2 separate regions of the Anas platyrhynchos genome follow, and region 2 is linked to region 1. The links are chromatin contacts, called in public Hi-C maps. All regions are on one chromosome and are shown on one strand. Each heading gives the region's core, a stretch centred on a gene start, on an enhancer-like site or on the middle of the called end of the contact. The rest is flanking DNA. Distances are from core to core; before and after follow the strand shown. Region 1 overlaps PLXNB2 (plexin B2). Region 2 holds the start of PLXNB2 (plexin B2).

Region 1 (6,061 bases), core at 1,310-3,809:
GCCAGCTGGCCCGGCTTGCTGACATAAATAGGTGCGGATGATGGGAATCAAGGCAGGGGGTCTGGTTCCCAGCTCTGAAGGACTCCAGATCAGGAAGAGAGCTCACAGAGGAAACAGGGAGGGGGGCTCAAAAGTAGCTGGCGGATTCTCTGAGAGGCTCTGAAGATGGAGAAGAGCCCTTGTGCTTGATTTGAAGGAGGGCAGTGTTCTTGTAATGCTGATAATTAGGCAGCGTTGTCTTGTTCCTTCATTTTGATGGACAAATCAGACATCCCTGGTATTTAAACCTGGATTGCTCTCTTGCTTGCTTATCTGGCCAGCAAGAGGCTACTGTTGTATTAATGAGAACGTTCTGATTTTTACACATTTCTCGGTTGGAAAGATGAAATTTCCATCAAGCTTCAAAGCAGGCTTTGTGGCAATTTCTTTTTTGTGTTCTTAGAAACAAACAAAATATATAAAATTTTCAATGCAATGTGCTATTCCAGAAAAAAAAAATGAAGTTAACAAGACATCTAAAACTTGACTGGTCCTTTCAGTGGGGCTCTGGCAAGGCTCACCGTGCCGGGAATGCTCACAGTGTTTCAGATTCAGCTGCAGAGGAATTAGCATCCCAGGCTGGGGGAGTGGGAAGTGAACCCTGGGTGATCTTTACTTTCTTTCCTTTTTCTTTTTTTTTTTTTCCTTGGCTCTACACTCAAATTAGCTATCTCTGTTCCTCCCGCACTTTCTTCTCTGTTCAATGTCTTGCAAACACATTTAAAGCAAAAACCTGCTGTGTTCAGGATACACTCTCCATCCTTTCAGGCTTTCCTTTTGGTTTCCACAACATCCTTTGCTGCTTTTTCCTTACATGACTTATTCTCTCTCATCCATGTCATGTCCCCGTCTAACAATCTTTTCTCCTTTTTACCTTCCTACACTTAACATTTTTTCCTCTCCCTCTTCGCACTCCCACTGCCATGCCTGCTCATTTTTCCAATACGGCAGGCTTTTTCTAATTTAGGGAGTAAACCTTCAAATTCTTGTGCAAGTCCTTCCACTGACTGCATGATTAAGGGACTACCGGACTGGGCTGGAGTTTGTCAGATGTGTGGGGAAAGGTAAAAGTCTGCTAGTGAAGCCAATTTTAAAGCAGTCTTAATTACCTTGGTGGTTTGGATCGCTTTGGTTGACCATTAAAATGCATATTTCTAAGGCGAGGTGTGCACCAACGGTATTGTATAAGTAATAAAGAATTTAAAGAGCTTGATATAAAAGACTTTATAGAGGTAATATATTACTTCCAGTCGAGAGAAATAGAGGGCACTTTAAAATTAGTTTTACTAGCACCGTGTGTTTAAAAAAAAACTTCTTTTTCCTTTTGTTTAACCTCCTCTGCAAGCCTGGGCTTGTTTGAGGCTCCCAGGATCCAATTTCATATAGTATCCTATTTCAAATCCAGGCCAGAGCAGATCGATAGAAAATCAGTGCTCTCAGAAATAAAACTGCCTGTGGAATGCCTTCAGCTCCGTGAAGATGAAGGGGGGGATGTAATACCACAGACACTGATTTTCTTTTCTGAGATGGGAGGCTCTGAAGCGGTGGCTGTGGATGTTGCACAATTTACCTTGATTGAACAGTAATGATCATTGGGCAATTTGGGTGATTTTTGTGTGTGTGTGTGTTCTTCAGTTTGCAGTTAACAGCTGTGTTTTGTGAAGGGGAGGCTGGGAGGGGAATTGTTGCTGAGGTTGTTTTAAGCCAAAGCAGCAGCTATAGAATATTTTATAGCGGGAGCAGAGCTACCTGTAAGTCTGCGCATAGCTCGAATACCAGAGATTTGTGGTAATTCTTGTGAGATATTTACTGGCATTTTGAAATGATCAAGCTATTTCGGTACTTTGAAATCTGTAGGTGAATGAAAGCTAGTCTATTAACTGGCCTGTGTTTATACCAGTATTTACGGGCAGCACAAATACAGATGACAGTCTGCTTCGTTTTCAGTACACTTCTCTGTGTGCCTCCTCTCTTCCATGGCCAGCAAGGAAAGATAAAGAAAAAAAAAAAAAAAAAAAAAAAAGAGAGAAAGAGATATTTGGGTCATTGGGAACAGAGGAAAATGGCAATATCATTTTAGGACTTTGATGGAATAGGCATTGATCAATGCTTTGAGACAAGTAAAGGGAACACTGAACTTGTGAGCTTTGGGTGATTTTGAGTGCAGGAGTTATTGACTGTGCCAGTATTATGTTGAATTCCTGGAAAACTGACAGTAAACTTTGCTCTGCTGGAAAGTGGTGTTCACCTGCTCCAGGTGATGCTAGTGACCTGGGGAGCATCTCCCACTGGTGGCACAATGTCAGTGCGGGAAGCAAGGCTGCACAAACAGAGCCTTGGCCCCCTGTGCTGCCAGAGCAAGCAGGGAGCCTTTGGAGAGAAATTGTGTGCTCACATGCTGGAAACATTGCTGTCCAAAGCCGGCCAAGAAGGTAACAGCAAACACAAAGAGCGTTTGAATTTATTTTATGGTCTGTCCCTTGGGCAGTAAAGACTTGTTTGTTGTGGACCTTGAGCGTGCTGTCCCCTTCAAGGGCAGGTACACAGAAGTGTGTTTCAGCTGGGCAAGGCTAGCTAAATGAACTGCCTCTCAAAAGTGGAAGTGGTTCCTGTCTTCAGCATGAGAGTGGAGGGTGGGGGTGCATCTGTAGCCTCTTCCTATGTCAAATCATGTGAATTTACAAGAACATGTATGTTCATACAGACACACGAGGTAATTGGGACAGCAATCCTGGCCTTACGGAAACTCTCACATACTTCAGAGACCATAGGATTTCACCTTTGGCCTTTGGATTAGCTCATGTTTTGTAAACTGCTTGGTGATTAACCTTCAGCTAGAATATGAAGTCTGCAGCAAGTGTTTACTTAATAGTTAGAGATTTGATTCCTGCTCCCAGGCAGCCGATATTGCTTGGCATGAGTTATAAATAAAAGATCTGTCTCCAGAATTTTCAGAGAGCCCATTCTGGTCTCCTGACAGATGCAGAGAAAGCAAAGTGCTCAAAGAGAAGACTAATGAGAAAACTGTTGGAAGTCTGTCTGTGGTCATCGTACGGACTGAGAAGGCCATGCTAAGCAGCTAACAAGAGAGTCTTTACTCTCTGTGCATGTTTATGCAGAGTATATCAGAAAAAAAAAAAAAAAAAAAAAAAAAAGCATTGATTAGTTTTCTACTAACTTCTAATTAATATTTTTTAAGCCAGAGGCCACAAATTAATAACCAGTTATTCTGTTACATAAAGAGGATATTCACTTTAACATGTTAGATTTCTAACTTGGGCACCCGCAATGCCTCTCAAGCCAACAGAAAGAAAAAGAAGCCCACTTTCCACTGCCTTCTGCAGAGCCTGCCTTTTCCCTTTGGCTGTCTTGAGTGTAGAGAAAATAGCAGATTTAGCAGGTGTAAACATCCTGTACCATGAGATAAGTTGATTCTCATGGGATTCATTTTGCAATGATTTGCCAAACAACATTGAAAAGTCATGGGCATAGACTGTATAGTTTATGATCTTGAATTTATCATCTTAACTCCATGGCATTCAAGTTGCAGATTAAAAACAAAACAAAACAAAAACACTCTAAAAGCATGGATATTTCTAATGCATATTGATCTGTCTATCATGTAGAAAGAATCTCATATTCTCTGGCTCACGTACAGTGTTGAGCTTGTCACATAAACTAGCCAGGGGCAGTGTAGGTATGTTTATACTTAACACAACCAGGAGTTCATCAGATATGCAAAGTTTCATTTTCATGATGAAAAAATATACAGCCATCACTGCATTAAAATCTGCCTCTCCTATTAATTACCAGTAACTAATAGAGTTGACATTACTGCATGATTTTTATATAGCATGTAATGCATTACTGCATCATAGCATGATTTTTGTGGTATCAGTTTGGGACAGCAATGTTATTTACAACCAAAAAAAAAGCACAAGTGAGTTACAATGACTATCCTAAATAGGTACCAGTATTTGTTTTATATTACAGCTCACTCTCAGGCATCTTGTTTGTGTCTCATAGCTGTGGATCTTTCAAATGTAGCTTTTTGTGTAAAGGCTTAAAAGCTGTTCCTGTTCTTGGTAGGTGTATTCCTATTTTTGGTATCCTTATTCTTGTAAATTTACCAGGCTTTATATGCCATTTGAAGATGAGGAAGTGAAGTTTAAGAGTCTCTCAAATAGCTTTAGAGAAACTGAGGTTGCTTCTCTGTTGCTTTGCATTGGATGAAATCCTTATGCCAGGCCTCTTGGACTGAGGTCTGATGGATCACCGTTAGGTGCTGGCTCTATACTGGGCAGAGAGGGGGCTTGTTGCCTTATGTGAGCAACAAGGCAGGGTACAATTTTGTCCAGTGTCAACCGTAAGGTTTGATAAATAACAATTTGAACAGGCTGGAAAAGTGTACCTCACCACTCCTTCACTGATACTTGTTTCAGTTCTTTGTCCTAAAATGTGAAATACTGGACCTCAACCGGTTCAAAGAGCGCGTTCTTGCTATTTGATCTTTGCAGTGAAATACTGTTGAAAGAGCAGGTAGGCTTTCTAGGCTGGTCAGAAGGGACAGCAGAGAAAGTGGCTAGTGCATTTAATTCCGTAGTCAAGAAATCTCTGTGGAAAAGTCTATGAAGAGATAAGGTATTCAGTCACATTAAACTGAAGTGAAGGATGTTCACAAAGGCTAATGGAGTACTAATTCTTAGTTTTCAGTATCAAGTTGTGCTGGTCTTTGTTCTTGTATCTGTAAAACTCAGACTTTGGTCAGAGACTTTTAACTTAAATTTTAAGAACATAAAACTCTATGTGCTTTTTCTTTTTTTCTTTTTTTCTTTTTCCTTTTTTTTTTTTCTTCCCTGCAAACTGCAGGAAAAGAAAAATGAAAGGGCTTAGTGAAAGTGGTGGTTCTTTTGAGGTACATCCAGCAATATTAAACACTTCCATCATCATTTTAATATAATGCAAATTTTTGCACAGAGGAGATCAAGGTCTTTTCATAGCACATAAATTTCTGGACAAAAGGATGACTGGAATCCAAAAGGATGACTGGAAACCAAAGCAAAAGAAAGAATTTAAGCAGTATTAGATGTAAGTGTACTAAAGGTAGAGCTATGTCGAGCAGCTTCAAGAAAATGATGATACAAAGCCTGAGGTAGCCAAGTGGAGGAGACAGGAAGGAAGTCAGTGATAAAGCTTTGGAGCTTGTATGTTAGAAGTGAAACCGGTGTCTCTGAGGTCAAAGAGCTGTAAAGGGCAGAAAGGGAATGACCAAGAACAGCTTAACACAGGGAGCTGAAGGTCAGCAAAGATGCAGAGTTGGCCAGGCATTGCAATGTAGTAGTGTGATAGAGAGTTAATTAGAAATGTAAATACACTGTAATGTTTAGGGTCTTATGCTGACATTTAATACCAGCCTAAAATTTTTAATAGTAAATTCTCTGTCCTGTTTCCATATGGACATGATCTTGGTGTTGTAACACAGCATTCCTAGCACCAAAATGTGAGGATCCGTTTTCAAATTTAAGCTCAAAACAGAAATACTGGAAGTGTTATCCTACATGCTCAGAACTATCGAGTGCACCGTGCTTGTTAGCTAAACAGCCAAATAGAAGTCCTGTGGGTGTGTAAATGCCTGTATGAAAAGTATCTGCTCAATATGTTCCTCAGAGCTGATGCTCGAGGGAGTAAGGCCTGTGTCTGGGAACCGGATAGTACAACTTTCTATCCCTGACCCAGCACGTGCCCTTTTTAACAAACAGACAAAAATATGCCTCAAAGAAATGTGGTTTGTAATCTGTTTTTAGCCCTAGAAGCAAATAAACAAAAACAGCACTTAATACATTTGTACTTTTAGCAGCACTGGCTGTGGGCTCAGTAGGACGAGTGCTACATTTGTTCTTTGCAGCCTTCAGAAGCCACCGTTCCTCCAGCAGCCACAGCACGGGAGCTTCACTCAACATTTAAACACAGCCAATCAACCTGGGCTAACCATCTTTTTGAAATGATGGTACCTAAAGACATT
Region 2 (6,514 bases), core at 1,926-4,425, 140 kb before region 1:
AGGAGCACGGAGGAGAAATGGGAGGCAAGGGGATGGCAACCAGTGAGTAAGGCATGAAGATTCACGAAACCGGGCTTCGTTAGTCCTGGTGTTTGCACAGTGAGGTGTTTCTAATGACAACAGCTGGAAATTCTGTTCCTTTTATTACAGGCCTCTAAGGTGGCGGCAGTAGGAGCAGAGCTGTGTATGGATAAAATTGAGGATTGACACGGCCAGGGAAGGAAGCAGGGGGCAGGCACAGAGAGTGCATCCAGCATAAAGGCTAACACCAGGCAGAGACAAAAACAGAACAACAGGCAGAGACAAAAACAGAAGGAAGTGCGTAACAGGGACTGGGCGATAACAAGGTGAGGAGAGACAGGGGGAGTGCAGAGGGAGGAAATACATAGGAAATTGAAATCTGGACTGGCATCCTATCCACATGCAGCCCCGTTATCTCTGTCCTTACAATGGAGAGTGACAAGGCAGGGCTTTCCCCCTCGGTCTGCATGCTGCCCATGCACGTGCGAGTGCAGTTAAGATTGCCAAGACGCCGGGAAGCTGTTAATCATTCAGTCATTTACTTGTTGCTCTTTTCTATGCATTTCTGTGTTTAGGATTTGATTATTATTACTATTATTATTTTTGGTGAGTGGCAATAAGAGGGAGGGAGGATTATCCGTCAGCAGCAAATAGCAGTTTTTCATGAGCAGCTGTTATCTGGGTTCACTGGGGAGTTATCTAGCCATATCACATACTTAGGGAACAGAACGGGCTGAAAGCCCTGCTGCAGGGAGGACAACGTGCTGCCTCCAAGACAAAGAAGAGGCAGAAGACCTTCCTGTGAACACTTGGCTCCTCCTCGAGCAGGCCTAGCTCCGAACAGTGCCGCACTGCTTCGTTTCAGCCCGGGCTAACACCGGTCCTGCTGCACGCAGCTGTGCCCCAGCGGGCAGGAGCGTGGGCTGAGGCACCACGCTGCTGCTTTAGCACAGCCACGGGCACCTGGCAGAAAAGCAAGGTATGGAGGCTTAGCAGAGGAGACAGCTGGCCTGGGATGGGATGCTGCACGGCCACCTTGAGCTCCAGTTCAACTTCATAATCCCTGTCACACTAGGCAAGGTCAAACACACAGCAGGTAATTATCACGGACCGGCTGAGGATTCAGCACAGCTTCCCTCCACCAGCTCCTCTTTGGAGTTGAATCAACTGTCACCACTGCTCTGCCTGTTTGTGTCCACAGGCAGGCTTCTAAAAAACACAGCCTCAGCAACAGGAGCCAGAGGGAACTGTTCCAGCCAGAGGGAACCATGCAGAGTGCCAGGAGGGGGCTAAGGCTTAGATCTAGCCTGGGGACACCCAGCATGAGGCAGCAGCAGTATGGCAAGCGCCACAGCCCTGGCCACTGGCCACGGGATGGAGCAGGTGTGGGACCACTGCTGGGGTTGCTGCCCCAGGCAGTGAGCAGATCACGGGCTTTGGAGCAGGCAGGGGTGGGGGAACAAGTGACAGAGCCCCCAGCAAAAGCCCTGGGGGCAGAGCATGCCAGGAGACAGGGATTCACAGGCCAGGGCACAAGGAGAGCTGCCTGGCCGGTAATTCCAGGGCATTCTGCAAAAAGTTTGGGCACAACCTGGCCATAAGCCCAGACGTTGAAAAAACAGCCTGGAAAGTGAGGTCTCACCAAGCCCATTAGCAGCCTGTGAGTTCCTCTGTCCTGGATCTCTCCCAGGGCTTGCAGGATGCGACTAACCCAATTTTCCTTCCCATCTCCCTCCTCTTCAGATCCCCTTTCCTTCTTCCAGCAAATGAAGAGGTACGGGGGGGGGGGGAGGGGGAGGGCATGCAGATCTGAGACACTCCACAACGATGCTAGAGTTGGTCTTCCTCATCTTGTGGCGACTCAGCCCGCTCACGTATGGAGCAGGCAAGAGGCAAACAGGCAGGGACGAGACCTGCTGGAGCTTTTCAGGAAGAGGGGATGGGACCCAGCCAGCCCACACAACACCACAATGGTCCCACCCCGCTGCAAACACCGTGGCTGCACTTTGCACAGTTGTGGCCGAGCGCCAGTTTAATATCTCCTCCAACAGCCTGCCACTTCCTACTCCTGCACAGGTTTTGGAGCTGGTTTTTATTTATTTCCTATTTGTTACTGCTCCGAGATCCAGTGACAGTTTCTCAGCAGCTTCCCAGGTGCCATTTGAGAAGCACGGCTCTGACCAGCCCTCTCCTGTTATTTCAGCAAGAAGCCCAATGCACGCAGCATTTAATGAAGCTGCACTCAAAGTGCCAACAGCAGCTAATTAACTGCTCCTTGCAACGTTGCCTGTCCACGTTTGACTGATGGAAAGTCACCTACCAAGCCTAAACAACTTGCCTAAAGCTTACGTGAGCCATTCTGCTAATCCATCCCTCTTTTTAATAGATCATCTCTATGTTATAGGGATATATAGTCAAGGCAAATTTGGTGTCTGGGCGCAGGGAAGCCCCTGATGCTGCAGGAATGCGACTCCCTGTTTGTGCACAAGGAGCGGGCTCCCGTTTGGGTGTTTCTGGGGGAGGAAGGGAGAAATTTGGGGTTTTGGTGGAGAGCCCCAGAGGGGGAAGAGACAGACCTTCAGAAAGCGCGACCGCGCACAGATTGACCAGAGAGGGGTAAACCCCGAAGTACTCTAAGTTCACTCCAGATGTTGCCGGGGGTGGTGGGGACATATTTTGGGCCCCACAACGACAGGAGCGCTCGGGAGAGGGGAACCCCGAGCCCCACAGCAGCTGCATCCCCGCTGAGGGGACGAGGGGTGGCGATCTTCCCCTTCCCGACCCCTTCGGGGGGTGCTTCCTCGACCCCCCCCGGGGCCGTGCCGGGCATCCCCGGGCCTCCAGGCTGGGCACAGCCGGGGTCTCCCCCGCTCTCCGATCCCGGCCAGCGATTCCCAAGGGCAGCCCGCGGCTCGCATCCCGGGGGCTGGAGCGGAGCCCCCGGCCCGACCCCGGTTCCCCCGTGAGGGGAGCCCCCTGGGCTCTGCCTGGCTGGCGGGCAACACAATACAGAGCCGGGGAAGAGAAAGGGAGAGAGAAAGTGCGGCTGGTTCCTCCGCCCGGCCCTCTGCCTGCTGCTCCCGGCAGGAGACAGCGCTGCAAGCGGATCCTGACCGGGGGCAGGGGGTGGAGAGAGCAGGAGGAGGAGGAGGAGGAGGAGGAGGACGGAGGGAGGGAGGGAGGGAAAGAGGGAGGGACGGGAGCCTCTCTCCTTTCCTGGGCTGTTCCTTTTCAGTTTCCTGTCTCGCATTGTGCTCACAGCGGATATGTGCTGCGCCTACAGGTGTGTCCCCTCCTCGCAGCTTTTCTCCGGCTCCCCGGCGTAGGCTCCGGCTGGCGGATCGGCAGCGCCATGTGACGGCCGCTCGATCCCTCTCGGGGCTCTTTCTCTCCTCTTTCCCTGCCTCCCCTCCTTCCTCTCCCCGAGGTGGGGCCCGCGGGGAGCAGCGGGCGGCCGCCGGGGGCTGCCGTAGCGCCTCCGCCCAGCCCCGGGCTGCGGGCAGCCGGCCGCTCGGGCAGCTCCGGGGCTCCGCGGGGCTCCCCCCTGCCTGCACCTGTTGAAGGTAACGCAGCCCCTTCCCCTGCCCTGGGGGTAGCGGGGGGCGAGCTCCTCCTCCTTCTCCCCTTCTCCCCGGGATCGCGGGGTATCGGGCAGGGCGGAGGGACCGGCACGGTACGGCACGGCTCGGCACGGCACGGGGGGGTTGCGCTGCTCCTCGCCCCCCGGCTGGCTTCGCTTTCGGGGCTCCGCACTTTGAGCGCGGTCCTTGCAGGGGCCGCGGCGCCCCCCGAGCCCCCGCAGCTCGGCCCCGGTTCCCCCGCTCCGGGCGCGGCCAGCGCTGGCCCCGCTCCCCGCCGGCTCCGAGCTGTTTGGGGTTTTTCCTCCCGTCTCTTCGCTCAGGCAGCTTTAAACTTTTCTTTCCGAGCTGTTAATTACATACGGGGTGCTTCGCTCGCGTTCCGTGCGGGAGAATGGAAATGCGAGCTTGGAACATGGGTGACTCAAAGCTTAGTTATTCGGCACCGCTGAACACCTCTGCCTTCCTTTTTTTTTTTTTTTTATTTTTTTTCCGTGTCGCGATGGGCTGTACCTGTGACTTGCGGCTGTCTCCCCACGGGAGGCTGGCGCAGCCTCGGCGCCACCCGGGGAGGGGAGGGAGCGGCCCCGGTTCGGGTCCTTTTGGGGTTAGCCGGCTGCTGGGGTGAACGCAGAGCGAGCTGCAAGTTTCTTGAGGCTCTGAAATCTCGTGGAAATCTCTTTGTTGTCGGTGAGTTGCGAGGCTGCGGTCCTGTCCCTACCGCCATCCAAAGAAAAACTTGCTCGTGGGGGAACTTGGTGCTTTTGTAGCTAACGCTGTTACCTTGAATGTGATGATTAACTTAGTGAACACCAGAGGGAACTCTCAATAGGTAATTCATTCAAGAGTGATATGTGCTTGTCCTACTATTTATGTTCTCATTACAATGGAATCTAGAAGGAAGCTAGGGTCGGTAGGCAGTGGGCTGCCGGGACGTACCTGGGATCGCCTCGAGTTTTTTGAAGGGTGTCAGCTCCAAAGCTGAGCTGGAAGTTTTCTCTCTCGCCTTTCCAAAGCTCGAAATACATAACCGGCCTTGCAGGAGCGGGGTTGTGAGCCGGGTGGGTGATCCATTAGCTGTGAAGCTGGGAGCGAGCTCACGAAGGCACTTGGGGCCAGCGCTCCGTACCCAGCCCACCTCTTGGGTCGTGAGACTGATCCTGCGTGCTCCGGTGCGGGGGCTGCTGCCTGTGTTGGAAAAGCCAGAACAGAGCACGCTTCCAGACAAAACAAAAGGGAGGAAGTCTGCTCCCGAGCCTGGCTTGGCTTGTCCTCCTTGCCTTGAATGTTTGTGGTTCCCAAGAGCTGGTGAGAACCTAACCTAAAAGAAAGCGAAGTAGAAAACTATCTTCCTTAGAGGCTGTTAGTTAAACCAGCAGAGAATGTAAACGAAATGATGGCTGTGTTTGGGAGAGGAGTTTGCAAGGTGAGTTCTGGTAACAAAAGCTTTTTCTATGTTCTGATGCAACAGTACAAACCTGCTATTGACCCAGCAAAATGCGATGCTTTTAGTAATAAAGTGAACCCCCAAACATGCACCAGAACCTTTGGTTGCTCTTGGTAATCTGCTGCAACAGTTTTGTTACCAGACTTCCTTGATACTCCCAGATTGCTGACGACATGGGAAGGACAGCATAATAAATACACTTGTGACACTGACTTATGCTCCGGGAGCTGAAGCATCCAGCTGTTCATCCTGTCCCTTTGCCAGAGGTTACTTTGCCATTCAGCCTTGTTTCCTATTGGAGCTTGAATCTGCCAGAGTTTACAGCTTGGCATATGAATGTAAACTGCATTTTATGGCTGTTCGTGTTAGCACGTAATGTTGTCAAGTCCGGTAGCGTGAGCCTCTTGCTCCTCTCTCTGCTGGCAGAGGGACAGGGCAAACAGCTGGGGTCAGCTAGCTCAGGCTTCAGTTGTGTGTTCTTCATGTATGTTTGTCTGAAATGGTGTTTCCCCTAGAAAATGCAACTCAAATGAGCTACCTCCGTGTAGAGTCTCAGTGAGTACTGGTAGTGGGGAGGCAGCTCTGTGCAGGCAGAGGTTGTGCAATGGTCTCAGTCGTTTCTGGGTTTTAGAGGAACACGGCATGCTGTGCTGGAACAGCCTTCCTCTTCCCATCCTTCTTCCCACCTGGATTCTGGCAATTAGCAAGTGAGCAACATGTTTCTTCTAGACAAATCTCGCTTTGTACATCTAACATAAGAACCCATATATATATATATATATATATATATATGTAAAATGTCTTCACAGAGGGCACAGCCCTTGTCTGCCCAAACCTTCCTACAGATATTATTGGAAGTGGCATAAAGGCTTTCCAAAATCAGGGGCTGTTTGCCATGCATGCAATAAGCTCCCCAAAAATGAATCTGCGTTTTGAAGGTAGCTCTCTTCCTGAATGCTTGCTAACAACAAAAACTTCCAGTGACTTGTTGCTAACATGTTTGGATTCTAGTTTGTTTATGGAAAAAAAAAAAAAAAAAAAAAAAAAAAAAAAACAAAAAACAAACTTGTACATCTGTATATATTTAATGAAGATATAATACTAATCATAAATAATTCTGTGATGCCTCGACTGTGGAAATTTTCATGCACTTTTAATATATTTATTATATGAAGTGCTGAATGAAGATATGTATTACACTAGTGCCACATTCTGACTATTGAGTTACAATTGTAAAATTAAGGTAACAAGCTTAAATTAGGGTTTGCAACTTTAAACTCTTGCCAGCAAGCAGTTAATGGCAAACGTTAACTGCTAGTAAAGTAATTGCTACAGTTCTTTTACTGTCATTTTGTTCTCACTTTCCTCCAGTCAGACTGTTCTTTAGACATATAATGAATATTCCCCAAAATAGCTTGGCATTGTCGCTTATGCAATTCCTCATCAGAACCAATATGCTGATGAGCTA

The links. Hi-C and Micro-C count contacts between places; a contact is called where the count stands out from the background.
Region 2: a Hi-C map of small yellow follicle shows a contact between it and region 1, with 2.6 times the contacts expected there. The contact joins the promoter of PLXNB2 here to the enhancer-like site in region 1. A contact is called at or near these places in 4 of 8 Hi-C or Micro-C datasets (F5 follicle, liver, skeletal muscle and 1 more).

Annotation. Positions count from the first base shown.
Region 1 is chr1:21,563,494-21,569,554 of IASCAAS_PekinDuck_T2T, reverse strand. The region is part of intron 2 of PLXNB2 (plexin B2); the gene reads left to right. Among named protein-coding and RNA genes, the nearest start is that of PLXNB2, 140 kb to the left of the region's middle. Within about 2 kb of position 2,559, at least 1 of the 8 cell types and tissues checked has an H3K27ac peak or open chromatin away from gene starts, as enhancers often do.
Region 2 is chr1:21,701,771-21,708,284 of IASCAAS_PekinDuck_T2T, reverse strand. PLXNB2 (plexin B2) reads left to right here and starts at 3,175. Exons shown (of 38, transcript XM_038173392.2): 1 at 3,175-3,304.